Linked DNA regions of Mus musculus: region 1 is linked to region 2. The links are chromatin contacts, called in public Hi-C maps. All regions are on one chromosome and are shown on one strand. Each heading gives the region's core, a stretch centred on a gene start, on an enhancer-like site or on the middle of the called end of the contact. The rest is flanking DNA. Distances are from core to core; before and after follow the strand shown.

Region 1 (4,463 bases), core at 575-3,074, 98 kb before region 2:
GTTACAATTGTTAGATCTACAGCTGCAAGTACTCAATCAGCTAACTGCTCCACTAGGGAAAGAATCTAGGGATATAAATTTGGATCATAACATCTTGATGATATCATGGTTTGAATAGGAATGGCCCCCACTGGTTCATATATTTGAAAGCTTGGTCACCAGGGAGTGGCACTGTTAGGAGGTTTGGCCTTGTTGGAGGAAGTGTGTCACTGGGTGGGGGGGGGGGGGGGGAGGGGGCTTGAGGTTTCAAATGCACCAAGCCCAGTATCTCTCTCTCTCTCTTCCTGCTGTCTGCAGATCTGGATGTAGAACTTTCAGCTACTTCTCCAGCACCATGTCTGCCTGCAATTATTGAGGTAGAGAACAGTTGAGGAAACAGTCCTCGGAATAGGAAAAAGTATTTGCGAATTATTTCTAAACAGGGACTTGTATCTAGAACATATGAAGATTCACTTTTACAGCTTAACAATGAAATGATTGATAACCCCAATAGACATCTCTTTAAAGAAAAAATATACAAGGGGCTTGAGTTGGTGAGACGGCTGAGAGGGTAAAGGCACCCGATGACTGGGTTCTAGTCTCAGGACCCTGCTCACATGACAGAAGGAGAGAACTGGAGTCTCTCTCTCTCTCTCTCTCTCTCTCTCTCACGCACACACACACACACACACACTCTCTCTCACATACACACATACCACATACAAACACGTAAAATAAATAAAGTGTTAAACATGAGAAAAGATGCTCAAGTTATTAATCGCCAGGGGAATGCCAATCAAAATCACAAGGACATGTCACATCCTTCTAGGGTGGCGGCAATAAAAGGACAGATAGTAACAACCATGGACGAGGATGAGGAGACTGGAAGGCTCATACTCTGCACGTGGGGTTTTAAAACAGTGCAGCCAGTTGGGAAAAGAGTGCAGCAGGTCTTGAGAATGATAAACTTCCCACGTGGCCAGCAATTCCTCCCCTAATTCTACACACAAGAGAAAATTTTTAAAAATATGCCCAGGTAAAAGCTTGTAAGTACTACGTAGAGTCCTCTCACCCCCACCCTCCAAATCTAAATCTCCCCTCTGCTGGGTTCTGAACACTGCTGAGATTTCTATATGCCGAAGCCATCCCTCTCCAGGAACTCCTGTTGTCTCCCTTGCTACATTGCTGCTCAGGGCTCACTAGAGCTTCATGAAACTGCTGCATGGCTGAAATTGACAGGGCCCTTCAAAATACTTGCCTGTCAAGGCCATTCTAGAGACTGCTTTAACTGTTCTGAGCAATGGCGGTTTGTACAGTCCTGGGTATTAGCGCCACAGCCTGCTATTGGGAGATTTTTCTCTATGCCTATCCTTGAAAACGGAGCCTGACACCATTGGAGTAAGGATGGATCACTGGCTAGGGTCAGGGTGGGGGTGGGGTGGGGGGGTGTGTCCTTGTTACTCCCGCTCCTTTTATTACATAGTTTCCTTTTCTCCCTCCTACTCAATTTTGTTACCATTATTTAAGTTGAGTATGTGGTTTCTTTTTGTTGTTTCAAGTTGTAACCTGCTAGCAGCAAAAGGCTAGAAGCAATAGCCAGAACGACCTAATAGTGTCAGGGTTCCATTTTCTTATTATTTAAAGCCTTCTTGATCAAAAGGAGACCTCTGGACTCAGAAAAGTTAGAAGTGAGTCGGTAGCCACGGGTTCGTGGCGTGCAGCCTGGCTCTCTGCCTGCAGAACCCTCAGACTTGGAAGATGACGCAGGCTGACAGAGGATGAGGTACCTCTCAGTCTTTCTCATTGCCTTTGATGTTCTCAGTTCAAGGAAGCCAGACTCCAGCATTCTCCAGATGCCTTACAGGTTTCAGAGCCTAAGCAGGAGCTGTCTGTGACTAATGCTTTATTCTACCTCCTGCGGAGTGGAAAGAGTGAAAGAAAATAGTCAGCACAGTTCTCCTTTAGCAGAGAGAGAGGGGGGAGGGAGAGGGGGAGGGGGAGAGGGGGAGGGGGAGAGGGAGAGGGAGAGAGGGAGAGAGGGAGAGAGAGCAGTCCTTTCCCACTTGTAAAGCCCAGGTTTCAAAATGTTATTCTATTGTCTTCTTGTGAAAGTTACCCAAAAATGTCATTAGGCTTAGATGGCCTTGGTTTAAAGGCCACACAGATGAAGCTGTATGTGTGTGGGTAGTGTGGCATTTATGCATTTGCAGGATTGGTAGCTGTGTGTTTGGAACCAGATGCTCCTAGTGTTATGACTGAAAATAAAACCAGAAGATGGAAATAATTTTCTGTTCAAAGAAGGATGGTCAATAAACTTCCTGGCTGCTAAATTTTTAAATATCATGTAATTGACAGCCATATTGGCAATGGGTTATGGCTCATTGGACTGAAAGCAGAGAGCTGCAGAGCATACATGTATTTATAAGATGCAGAGTATGTTGCTATATAGTTAACTATGGGCTGCCCATAATGAGCACAATACAGTGCACAGGTCATAGCCTATTTGCTTTCAGAGCCGCTCTTCATGCTTCTCCTTGTGGCTCTAGGTGGCAGGTACTGACCTCTGTAGACAGGTTTCCCGGGCTTAATGCAGGTCAGGGAGGCTCTAGCTTGGACACGGCCCAAGAGAAAACCTTTGTAGGACAGGAGGGAGGAAAAGGCCAGGTGCCTTGCTAAGCTTGTGGCCCTTGAATGGTGTTACTGGAGCCACAGGATGGCTCCAGCCAGAAAAAAAATCTACCCAGTCTGACTGCTGTCAGTGACTCCTGTAGACCCCCCTGTGATTATTCCTGTCACACAGACTGGGTGTGACTCTCTGTTGCCACTAGTCTGAGCTTCTCTGGTTCTCTGACGTCTGTGTAACCGATTTCCCATTTAAAATCCCATCTTGACTACATGTATGCTGATCTCGGCTGCCTCTCACTCAGCCTTTCTCGTTTCCTTTGTGGTGATTAATACACACGTGACTGAGAAGACGCTGTGAAAGGGCAGCGGTTGTTAAGATAGCGTGATGTCGGAAGAGACAACGTGGATAAAGGGTGTTGATGGCTGGCGTGTTGATTTGGTGAGAGAAGAGGGCACAGGAGATAACTGCCCTCTTTCCCCCAGGGACTCCAGGGAGTGACAGTACCTACACTCTTCTAACCCCACCCCCTTCCAAATCCCCATCCTATCTATCCTTCAGGATGCACAGTTGTTATCTGATGGATACCCTGGGGCTGGATACTGCTCCATTTTCTGATCTTGGGTTCTGTCATGTAGCAGACTGCAAGCAACTTTCTAGCTCTTTAAGAATTCCAAGAAAATCAGGTGCCAGTTGCCAGCTTCGGGGAGGGGTGCTTCTGCTTACCTGAGACTCTTAGATGAGCTCTAAACACACCTAATACTGAAAATTGTCCACAGTGTTTTAATTTTTATAATATGGCTTTTTAAAAGAGCATGGACAGCTACCATCAGATGAGATCCAGCACATTCAGGGCGGTATGGCCATAGACCTGGATGACTACAATTACATCCCTTAATTAGGGATATGCTTACCAATTACTGTTATTCCTGGAGAGCTGGATGAAGGGTGGATCTTCGTCTGTTGAAGTTAGAGTCAATTGCCAGTCAAAATTTAAGATGCCCAGATGCTCACTAATCCCACAATGTTTTACGCAGCATGTTCCTACTGCAAATGTGATGGTGACCGTGAATTAGGAGCTAGTGAATGACTCATATTCAGGATGGAATTAGTTCTACATTTTAAAGGAAGAACCCACCCTCGTTCTGGAGCCGGTATCCGTGCCGACCTCCTGCAATGGCACAGAGGAACGATCTGATAATGGTTACAGTAAAAGGATACTCACAAGGACTTCAGGGCTTGGCAGTGATGCTATCTTCCTCACAAATGGTTCCTTTCCATCACTCCTTGTAACATCCTTTCTGAACCTTTGCCTAAAATCCTTTCTGCTGCTAATTGCAAGCTCAGAAAGACTATATCTAGAGGGGGGTTGCATTTGTAGACAGTCTCTGAAGGGCTCTCAACTAAAGCAAGTCACCCCGGCTAGGACCATCTTGCCTCATCTTATGAAAACGTCAAGGACCTACTACTTGAGGAAAAACACATAAAAGAGCTAGGACTTCAAACATGGACCACTGGAATAGAACCTACCCAGGGAGTAAATAATTATTCAGGGAACGATGGCAGATTAAACATGCTTGATTTCTCCTAACCAAGATGATACTAAAATAACAGTAAAGGCACTTGAGAAACGATACCCAGTGAGCAATGATAACGGCACCTTACAGCAGAGATGTGAGCTCAAAAAATGTCTGGTGATGGATGGTGGACAGAGGGACAGAGGTAGAAGGAGGCGAGGGGTGGCAAACCTGCATTGTATGAGTGCAGGTCAGAGGCTAAAACCCAGAGGGAGACCCTTCACCATAAAAACAACCTGTCAACATCAGCTGAGTGAGCAGTGCAGCTGGATCTAATTATCAAA
Region 2 (4,669 bases), core at 1,362-3,861:
ACACGAGGAGGTAGGTTAGGAGGAGGTGGGTTAGCTCATCTCAGTGGGGTTCTCTGTGTGACCTGAAGGCATCTGAGAGAAGAAAAGCTGTGGCTGGGGCTGGTGAGATGGCTCAGTGGGTAAGAGCACCCGACTGCTCTTCCAAAGGTCCGGAGTTCAAATCCCAGCAACCACATGGTGGCTCACAACCATCCGAAACAAGATCTGATGCCCTGATCTGTGTCTGAAGACAGCTACAGTGTACTTACATATAATAAATAAATAAATAAATCTAAAAAAAAAAAAAAAGAAGAAGAAAAGCTGTGGCTGATACTGCACACAGGACCACCATCTGCACATGGACCCAGGGAAGGCCTTGCCATGAGTCTTAGGCTCATGGGTGTCCCCATGTCAACTATCCATGTTTCCCCCAGGCTTCCTCTGCTCACTCAGAGAGATAGATGGTTTAGTGGCTAACAGAGCATACAGCTCTTAAGGAGGATCAAAATGTGATTCCCAGCACCCATGTCAGGTAGCTCAGAACAACCTGTAACTCCAGCTACACGGGACCCAAAGCCCTAGCCTCTGCAGGAGCCTGCACTCGTGTGAACAGAGCCTCTCTTGCCGTCACTTCACACACACACATGACTATAAAAGATACACATAAATCTTAAGATATCCTATTTTCATAATTGCTATTATTTAATAATTTGAATGAGAATCTAGTGAGGTCTGCGGCATCATTTCCTGATCAGTAGACGCCATTCCTCCCCCTTTTAAATTTAGCCATAAGGAAATGAGGTGTTCACAATGTAGGAATTGCCAAGAAGTCTTCCTCAGTGGAACCCTCTTCTTCCGTTAGGAAGCACACAACGCTGAAGACGTTGAGTGGACTTTGAAGATAGCTTTAATAGTTGTTGGTGGTGTTGGTTAGGTGCCAGGACATAAGAAAAACGAAGCAAGGCTAACGCTTTAAGTTTTCAAACTTGAGCAGTTGGAAGAATGGGGCTGCCTACAGACCGCTAGCCACATGCTCAGAGATTCAAATGAGACTGGCACCAAGTCCCTGAAGCACAGCTGAGTTAGGTCCTGAGAATCCAGGAGAAGCAGAAAGCGGTTTGCATGATCCGGAGAGAAACACACCAGAAAATGAGTAATTGCAACCACTGTAAAGTGCTGTGAAGAAGAGGCGCTTACTGCCTGGTGCTAGCAGGCCATGCCCTAGTCCAGTCATTCTCAACCTATGGGTCGTGACCTCTTTGGGGGTCACGTATCAGATACCCGGTGTATCAGATATTTACATTACTATTCATAATACTCGTGAAATTATAGTTAGAAAGGAGCAGTGGAATCACCACAGCATGGGGTCTGTATTAAAGGGTCACAGACTTAGGAAGGTTGAAAGCCACTGCCCTAGTTTAAACCTTAAGAAAAACTGGCCTTGAAGAAGTGACATGTGAGCTGAGTAACAGGTAGCAAGGAGAGGAGTTCTGGGCCCTGGAATGGTGTGTGCTGAGGTCCGCCTCTGGAGAGATCGCCTTGCATGGGAGGCCGGTCCTGACCAGAATGCAGGTGAGCCAGGCTTGAGATCAATAGGGATGACAAAGGGCTGAGATATGCAGGGCCTTTGTGCTGTAGATCTGGGTCTTGTATGAAGAGCAACCCAGAGGCACTTAGGTTAGAGACGTGGCTCAGTGCTTGCCTGGCATGTGTGAGCCCCTGGGTTCAATCCAAAGGATGGAAAGAAGAAGAAAAAAGAAGGGAGAGAGAAAGGGAGAAATAGAGGAAAGAGAAGCCCCCTGAGTTCAAGCCCCAGCATGGTCTACATATTAAGTTTCGAGCCAGCCAGATAGAAAAACCCTGTTTCAAAAAAAAAGCAAGCCACATTGGCTGAATGTAGAAAATGCCTTGGTGGACGGTGATGGCTAGAAACAGCTGTTAGGAAGTGACTGAGCTAAAGGTGATAGTGACTTAGATTGTATGTCTGCAGTGGCAATGGGGAAGAAGGAGAAAAGCTGAGAGAGACTTAGAAGGTAGAATCAGTGGGACTTGGTGTTGGGTTGGATTTGAGACGCTAGGGTTAAGGAAGGACCAGGGATCATCTTTTGGTTTTAGAATGATTCATACCGGAAATGAAAGATGTCTCCCATGAAGCTTATATAAGAAAGAAGCCAGAGTTCCAGAGATGAAAGATGAGTCAAAGAAATGCACCCACCCCCCCAAAAGGGTGACATGTGGAGAAGGCCAGAGCTTAGATGGGAGCCAGAATCTTCAGGACAAACCAGTGTCTGCAGAGATCAGGTTCGTTCAGTGCCCTCTGCTGTAGAATAGCAAAAGCCCAAAGTCTGGGCAATCAGCTACACACCCTGGTCCCCCTAATGGTAGGGCAAGGAAATGGCATGTCAGCCATAGAAGGTTACTCACGTCACAGGAGCAGCCAGGCACTGCCAGAGAGGAGCTGACACATCTCTGAGATGGCTGCTTTCTCTCCTACAGTCAACCAACCTGAGACCACGTACAAGAGGCAAAGAGAACATATTTAATTAAGACCTTTAGCCCTGCTTACAGCTTTCAAATACCCAGACACATAATATACAGGATTCCATCTGTATTCTTGTCCTTTACATTTGAGTTTAGGGAGGGGCCGGCTGTCACCACTCCCACAGACACCAGCTAGCCCTTTCTCCACCGTATGTCTTTGTTCAAGCTCCTGGCCTATTAAAATGGTCTCTTCTGTCCATGGGGTCATTTCTTAACACTTAATATGACAGTTTCTGCACCCCAGTGCTGGTGAGAGACAGACTCAGACCTCTGCATCTCTTTGCCTGGGGCCTCACTGCTACTCTGTGGGATGAAGTCCTTGGTGAGCATGTGCTGTGGACATGAGCACAGCTGTGTCACAAACCCTAATGCCTCAGATGCATGGGAATGATGAAACCTTCCCTTTACCCTTGTGCAGATGTTGATAGTATGAGCAGAAAAGAATGCACTACGGCTTCCTCCTCCCCAGTGTGTACAGCCTGAGACAGCTACCCTATAGAGACCTCCTACCAGGATAAGCTAGATCTGCTTCCTCATTAAGACAGACATACAGACAGACAGATATCCATCTCCTCAATTTGGATGTATAAAATAAATGCCCTGTTTCTGGGCAGCTGCTGGTGTGTCTCCATCAAAGCATACAGCCCACCTGATCTCAGAGTTTCTGTATGCATGTCTGTGTGTCTGTCCTTTCTTCAAAGATCCCTTCATTGTTCCAGTTGGTCAACCCCACAGCCACTCAGGTCTTGGCCTGCTCTCTGGGAAAATCCATCCTCAACTCAGCCTCTGACGTGAAGCAGGACCCTCGAGAAGAGTGAAGCCCAGGGTCCCTTTCCCCAGCACGGTCCTCCAAGCAACTGTATAGTGACATCAAGGTGAGACACCCACCGAGCATACAATCTGCCATCCAGCCTGACCAACATCCCAGTTTGCCCAAGACTGAGGCCACTCCCAGCACGCAGACCTTTTAGCATGAACACTGACAAGTGAGGATGGATGTTTGGTCGTGGAAATGGGAAGTCTCTTTAGAAAGGTGGGGCTGGGGAGAGGAACTAGCTACCCATTAATGGAAGGAGAAGGAATTGGGAACCTAAGTGAAGGAAAAGAAATCGGACCACATGGAAATGCGTCCTGGCTGTACATGTCCAGGCTGGGAGAGAGAGGGGATCCCCATGGGGCCCACTTGCAGACCCTACTGAAGTCCTTCAGTCAACTCACATAGCTCCATCCACTCGCAGTTCTCTGAAGAGCAAGTGGCTTCTGGCTGCCTACACAAGGCACTTCCCCCAGAATTTTTAAAAAGCGCTGGCCTTTCCAAGTCTTCTTAGTATAGGATATCTGTGGGTTTTCCTGCTGAGCCCTTTCTTATTTTTATGAGGAAAACCCCTAAAGTTCCTTCAAAAGCCACCCTGACCCTCTTCTTCAACAGCCCTGCTTTCCAAGCAGATCTGAAATCAGGATCAGGTGACTGGGGCTTGAGTAGGACCTTACTGAGAACTTTCCAGATGCCAGAGACAGAAGGCATTGTTCAGCATAAGGAAAGGACTGTATGAATGGTCTTGTGCTATATGATCAATGACATACTGGATATAGATGGAAGGCCCCATGAGGGTATAATGGAGCTGAAAAATTCTCAGCACCTAGTGACACAGTTGCCATCAGAACGTCAAGGCCAATGTCACTCAGGACTTAGGTCACGCTAGTGTGAGCACTTCTACATCACTGTATACACTATATATACACACCCATATAAAAACAGGGCAACACAATTCTGCGTATTGCACAATACTTGATAATGACCATAAAGTACTAACTGGGTCACTTTTTCTCATTACATGGCCAAATACCAGACAGAATGAAGGAAGGGGGATTTATTTGGGCCTACAAGTTCAGGGGCTAGGATCCACCACTGAAGGAAAGGCATGGGAACGTACGGGTGGTCTGTCCATATCTTGGTGGATCTGGAAGCAGAAAGGTCTCCACTAAAAGCAGGCCTCAAAGGCCCACTCCAGGAGCCTACGTCCAGGCCCACCAGTCTCCAGAAATGGCACCACCAGCTAGGGACCAGGATCCTGGGGAGGACATTTCAGACTCAAAGTGTAACAACTGTGTTGCTGGCTTATGCATTTCCGGTACTGTGCTTTTATGG

The links. Hi-C and Micro-C count contacts between places; a contact is called where the count stands out from the background.
Region 1: a Hi-C map of the N1E-115 cell line shows a contact between it and region 2, with 2.3 times the contacts expected there. The contact joins two enhancer-like sites. A contact is called at or near these places in 1 of 39 promoter capture datasets (embryonic stem cells), 1 of 15 datasets of contacts at CTCF or cohesin (CD8 T cells), 69 of 484 Hi-C or Micro-C datasets (B cells, CD4 T cells, CD4 single positive thymocytes and 41 more) and 36 of 115 datasets of contacts at active chromatin or transcription factors (the 230-238 cell line, CD4 single positive thymocytes, CD8 T cells and 30 more).

The regions. Positions count from the first base shown.
Region 1 is chr9:96,770,667-96,775,129 of GRCm38.p6, reverse strand. C430002N11Rik (RIKEN cDNA C430002N11 gene) reads right to left here. Exons shown (of 5, transcript NR_102296.1): 4 at 3,517-3,649; 5 at 733-1,894. Among named protein-coding and RNA genes, the nearest start is that of C430002N11Rik, 7.3 kb to the right of the region's middle. Within about 2 kb of position 1,824, at least 98 of the 459 cell types and tissues checked have an H3K27ac peak or open chromatin away from gene starts, as enhancers often do. A contact at or near this core is called in CD8 T cells, the N1E-115 cell line, the SCID.adh cell line and 5 more, where this site is marked.
Region 2 is chr9:96,673,328-96,677,996 of GRCm38.p6, reverse strand. No RefSeq gene overlaps it. Among named protein-coding and RNA genes, the nearest start is that of Rasa2, 44 kb to the right of the region's middle. Within about 2 kb of position 2,611, at least 33 of the 459 cell types and tissues checked have an H3K27ac peak or open chromatin away from gene starts, as enhancers often do. A contact at or near this core is called in CD8 T cells, the N1E-115 cell line, the SCID.adh cell line and 5 more, where this site is marked.